Linked DNA regions of Ovis aries: region 1 is linked to region 2. A link is a contact called in public Hi-C data. All regions are on one chromosome and are shown on one strand. The core of a region is the stretch at or near the end of the contact, and the rest is flanking DNA. Distances in the headings are between cores, read along the strand shown.

The links. A called contact is a pair of places that touch in the nucleus more often than the background predicts.
Region 1: a Hi-C map of liver shows a contact between it and region 2, with 2.2 times the contacts expected there. The contact joins two enhancer-like sites. A contact is called at or near these places in 2 of 16 Hi-C or Micro-C datasets (liver and tail adipose tissue).

The regions. Positions count from the first base shown.
Region 1 is chr15:26,233,224-26,235,923 of ARS-UI_Ramb_v3.0, reverse strand. No RefSeq gene overlaps it. Among named protein-coding and RNA genes, the nearest start is that of CADM1, 430 kb to the right of the region's middle. Within about 2 kb of position 1,268, at least 1 of the 54 cell types and tissues checked has an H3K27ac peak or open chromatin away from gene starts, as enhancers often do. A contact at or near this core is called in liver, where this site is marked.
Region 2 is chr15:26,025,421-26,028,129 of ARS-UI_Ramb_v3.0, reverse strand. The region is part of intron 1 of LOC114118389 (a long non-coding RNA gene); the gene reads right to left. Among named protein-coding and RNA genes, the nearest start is that of CADM1, 230 kb to the right of the region's middle. Within about 2 kb of position 1,444, at least 1 of the 54 cell types and tissues checked has an H3K27ac peak or open chromatin away from gene starts, as enhancers often do. A contact at or near this core is called in liver, where this site is marked.

The DNA of each region.
Region 1 (2,700 bases), core at 19-2,518, 210 kb before region 2:
CAGGATAGCGAGGCTTCTAGTAAGAGTTAAGGAGAAGACTAAGGACAAGAATGAGTGGAGACACATTTCAAAATTGATCCAGTGCCGAGAGCTGGAATCTTAATTCCATCCTATGATTTATTAGTTACAAACAAGGGGTTAGGGAGGACAACACAGTTGTGTTGGTTTTGTGTTGTGGTTTTTTTTTTTAATCTCTGAGATGTCCCAAAATGTTTACCTTGTAAATTTGTTCAGTGGAGAGGTGGGTAAACACAAGCTTTCGGAATGTGATCAGCATGGCCAGCCAGAACACCAGGCAGGTTTGCAGAGGCAGATGGAAGACACTGCACACAGCAGGCGGGGGCGGCGGGCCTCCCTGAGCAGGAAGCACGACCTCAGCATGTATGTCGCAGGCCCCACCAAGGCCAGAGAGAGAACAGGCATGCACTGGGCTGCCTAGGTGGTCCCTCGGGGTCCACTCCACCCCCTAGGAGGGCAAGGCCAAACTGTACGCAGCACACCCATTTCAAGCCTCGCTGCCCGCAGTGAAATGCTGTCTCCATGGGTCAGCCTTTCCCATCTCAACAGCCCACATTCCAGCTTGACTACAGAGCTTTAATCAGGCCTGGCCCCAATCAGAGATGCAGTTCTAGCATTCAAAACGCATCCTGGGTGACCACAGGAGAAGGTCAAAGACCCTAGGAGGGAGATGTGGGCTCTGTCTGACAGCTCGATGGGAACCTTATAGGTAGTGAGCACCCTGTCACTGGCAGCATCCAAGAAGTCATCAGATGGTCTTCTACAAAGGACACAGACTCCAGAGTGGCACTGGTCTGAGTTGGAATTCCAGCTCCCCTGTTCATTGGCTTAACTTCCTCCAGCCTCTGTTTACCCATCAGAAATTGGGGTTAATAATGGTTTCAAGCATCTCCTGGGGTGGTTGTGAGCAGAAGGGGCATGAACAGGGCTAAGCACAGAGCCCAGCATTTTGTGAAGTGCTCAGCAACAACAGCGACGAGGTAAAAGCAGTAGAGACGCTCAGGTGAGGAGGAGGAGGAAGACAGAGCTCGCAGGGAGGCATTTAGTAAGGAGGGATCTCGGTGGGTCCAGCCAGAGCAAATACCACCTTACTAGCTGTGCTCCTCTCTGAGACTCTAAAGAGCAGACCCTCTTAGATGGTGATCCTCTTATCCCACAATAAAACCCACCCAATCCCCCTACCTCCCTTGTGAGTCAGATGCTCCCTAACCACACTGGGTTGGACAGCGGGATGCAATTCTGCCAGTCAGAGCACTGCTTGTCAGCATTTTGCAAACCACTGCCTTATTGGCTGTAAGGGCAATAATATCAAAAAGACCTCAGGGTGACTTCACAGTTGGGAAAGATACCTGCCCCTAAGTCATACCCTCTGCCCTGGGCTAAGGGTCAAACCCCTCCCTCCTCACACGCCCAGGAAATTCCTTCTTTCATTTGCTATAAAGTGATTTCTGCTGAAGTGTGTGTTTTTGAAGTGGAAAATTGAAAACGCACGATTCATTCCCAAAGAAAACGGTGAGTTCACAGATGAGAAATCACTTGAGCTCTTGGTCCAAAGGGTTATTTGGCAGGTGTGAGGGGGGCAACCGCACTTTCTCCCTCTCTCGATCCAGAGCCAAGGATAGACTAAGAGCCAGAGAAATGGGGATCCAAACCTCACATTTATTTCTGATCCTGTTAAATGAGATGGCATGGCTCAGGTCTGGCCAAGATGACTTGCCACCGCACCCCTGAACTGATCTGATCCCCTCAAACGTTAAGATTGCCTGGCTAGATCGGAGCCTGCCCCATGAATCTCACCTCAATGCTGACATCAGAGTCTGTGTCCTCTGTAGACAAACCTATCCCAAAAGGGAAGAGGAGAGGGAAGAGAGTAGGTCACGCATAAAGCTGCAAGTGACGAATCACTCTGCTGGGTGAGGAAGGGGACAGCAAGGGGCCGGGGGTGTCACTCCAGGGAGGTCCCTCCATGTGGAAACCAGAAAGTGAAGGGACAAGCACTGCCCAGACTTTTGTTTCCTAGACAATTAACCAATTGGGCTTAACATTTTTTAGGGGGTTGAGGAAGTCTCATAGGTATATCTGTTCATGCCCGAGGACAGCGTCCCTGCTACAAATGTACACGATATCCCACGTTCCCACAACACAGCCAGACCAATGTCCCATCCAAGCAAAGCACGAGCAGGTGCTCAGTACTCCTGATTTTATAAACAATGATTTCCCATCAACCCTGTGCATGCGTGCTCAGTCACATCCAACTCTTTGTGACCCCATGGACTGTATCCAGTCAGGCTCCTCTGTCCATGGAATTCTCTAGGCAAGAATACTGGAGTGGGTTGCCATGCCCTGCTCCAAGGGATCTTTCCAACCCAGGGATCAAACTTGCATCTCAGGTGGATTCTTTACCACTGAGCCACTGGAGAAGCCCCCTTCAATCACATTCCTACCCAAATTTCCTGGTGAACCTGAGAACAGTAGGGCTTCATGGATATCCGAACATTCTTAATAAGGCTTTAAAGCATCTCAGTGCAGCACCAGTGGCTCAGGAAGCCCCAGCCCACAACCAGTGACTTGGAGAGGTCACTGTGGGCTGAACTTTTAAGCCTCTGGTCAACCATGTGTATGGTTGTGCTTGTCCAAGGGAGGGGATGTGCCAGTCACCTGAGTAGTTCTGCTCTGCTTTCA
Region 2 (2,709 bases), core at 195-2,694:
AGCACAAAGCATGCTAAGAGCTGGAAGTTGCTTAGTGCGCAGGCTGCCTGGGGGTTGGGTTGCCGCTGCTGCTGCTGCTAAGTCGCTTCAGTGTGTCCGACTCTGTGTGACCCCATGACCCCATGGACTGCAGCCCACCAGGCTCCTCTGTCCATGGGATTTTCCAGGCAAGAGTACTGGAGTGGGGTGCCATTTCCTACTCCAGGGGATCCTCCCGACCCTGGGATCGAACTCACATCTCGTACATCTCCTGTACTGGCAGGCAGATTCTTTACCATTGCACCACCTGGGAAGCCACAGGTTTAGCCTAGCCTAGATATAAAGGAGGGCTTTGGAAACAGTTCTGAGCTACAGCAATGCTCAGCCACTTATCAGCCCTGTGACCAGCCAATAATTTAATCTCTCCAGATCATCACTTTCCACATCTGTTAAAAAACGCAATCACATTACATAGGGTTGGTGTGAAGCTTAAATGGGAGAAGGAAAAGGAAGAGGCACATAGTAATTGCTCACTAAATGGTATCTATTGTTTTAAAAGATAGAAAAAATGTATTGCAGACCTACTATATATAAGGTATGTAGAGTATTAAACTCTGGTATTAACGAAGATAAAAAGATAAAAAAGATATAATCCCTGCCTTCTTCCAGTTCAAAATCAGAACTCAAAGGGAGCATGATAGCAGCTCTAAGAGATACAGGCAGCTGCGGCAGGAGCAAAAAGGGGAGGGTGCGTGGCACTGGGGTGAAGCAAAACTGGGGTGTAAACTGAGCCTGTAAGATTGAGAAGAGCCTTGACTCTGACATGATAAAATCTTGCAGAAGCAAACATTTCTGCAAAATCTCAGAGAGAAACTGGATAAAAACAATAGCAATGGCTTCTATTTTCATTAATTGCTTCCTCCAATGTTTCATATTATCTCACTTAACTCTCCCAACAGCTCTGCGGAGACAGGTGCTACTAATATTTCCATTCCATCAATAATCCTGAGGCTCCAAAAGGTAAAGGGACATGCTCAGGATTACAGGGCTAGAAGTAGCCGAGCAGAACTTGAATTCAGATCGTTCTGACTCCAAAGCCAGAGCTCATAATCCCACACTGTGTGTGCCTGGTGGGGACACGTGGGATTGAGAGGAAGACCAGTGTGGCTGAAGCGTAGGTCTGCAACGCATGCCAGGCATTTAGCGCAGGGTTAAATCTAAAAGAAGTTTGAAGAAGAGAAGTAGGAAACTACTGAAAAAGATTCTGGAGTCTAGATGGAGGGGGCAGCTTCAGTTCTTATCTCTGTTTTGCCTTAACCCACTCCCCCCGGGGGGGGGGAGGTATTAATAGCAGCCCTATTAATACCCTATCATGCTAATAACAAAAAAGGGAAGAGCCCTGGGAGGGAGGGCGGTGCTTCGGGAGGTGCACCACGCACTGCGCCCTCTACTGGAGGAAAAGGCCTCCAACGCCCATTTTGCTGGCTTCAGGGTCAGGGCCAGGCCTTCAAATTGACTTTGACTTCACAGGAGAGCTCAGCAAATCCTGCAAAAGCAAAATACCTGGAGGAATACCTCTCCTTCTCTGGAGTTTTGGTAAACTTATTATCCCAATCAATATCTGAGTAATTAGAATCCCCCGTGATCAAAGTGGGGGTGGTTTTCCTTTTCTTTGGCCTCTTTACAGGCCTCTCTTATCTGGAAAAAGATTTCTTAATCTACTTTCCTTAAATGCCCTGAAGGTCTGCGTGCCACAGAGGCCCCAGAATTCCCCAGTCACTTTTTACTTCTTCCCTGCTGCCTGACCCAGCTTGCAGGCAGGCGGTGCTGGTAGGAATAGGCCTTTCAGTTCTGGCCCCCCACAGAGCCCCCAAAGGGCAGGAGTAGTGGGGGAGCTGGGACTCCAGGAGCCCAGAGAACAGAGGTGACTTCACTTCCCGCTCATTCTAAGAGGAAGTAGGGAAGGGCTCGTGGGCAGGGCCGGAGGACCACACCAGAAAAGAAGGTAAGCTAGCTCATTGCTCCGTTTCCACTCTGTACCAGCCAGGCCTTGGGGAATTGGAAGGAAGTCGGTTGGAAGTTTTCCTTTCAGCCCCTGACAAGGGATCAGGAGGCTGAAAGGCATTTTTGTTCAGTCATCCCCGCCATCCTTCTTCTACTGCCATGCATGTCCCACCTATACACCACCCAGACAAAAAGCAGTTATTCAGCCAGCAGGGCCCCACCTCAGGCAGTAAGACCACTTCCTACCTCGGCCTCTCCAAGCCCCTCCAGGACCAGAAGTTTTTTTCTCATGTGGGTCTCCAGAGGGCTGGATGTGATATATGAACGTGAAAAGAGGGGCTACTCCCCATTTGAGGAAGGGGTGGGGGGCCATGGAGGGGGCCCTAGGGCTCAGTCTGGCCTGATGTATGATTTAGAGACCAGGTCCTCTCTGCGTCTCATGATTTAAGAAGTCCCCCCACTCCAGAAACCTAATTACCCCCCAAGATTTTTCTTACGTCTTCTCAGCTTTGCTTCTGAAGAGGCCCTTCCAAGAATGCCACTGGGTTAGACTCATTACTCTGCCGACCGCTTGCCGGGCCGTTTATTGTATTTTTATGAGCAGAGTGCTGTGCTGCCTAATACATTTCCCAGGAAAGATTCTGTGGAGGGGGCTCCGGGACCGCAGCTGCTAACGGGGGAGGAGGAGGAGCAAGATCAGCGTGGACCAGAGCTCACACGTGTGCC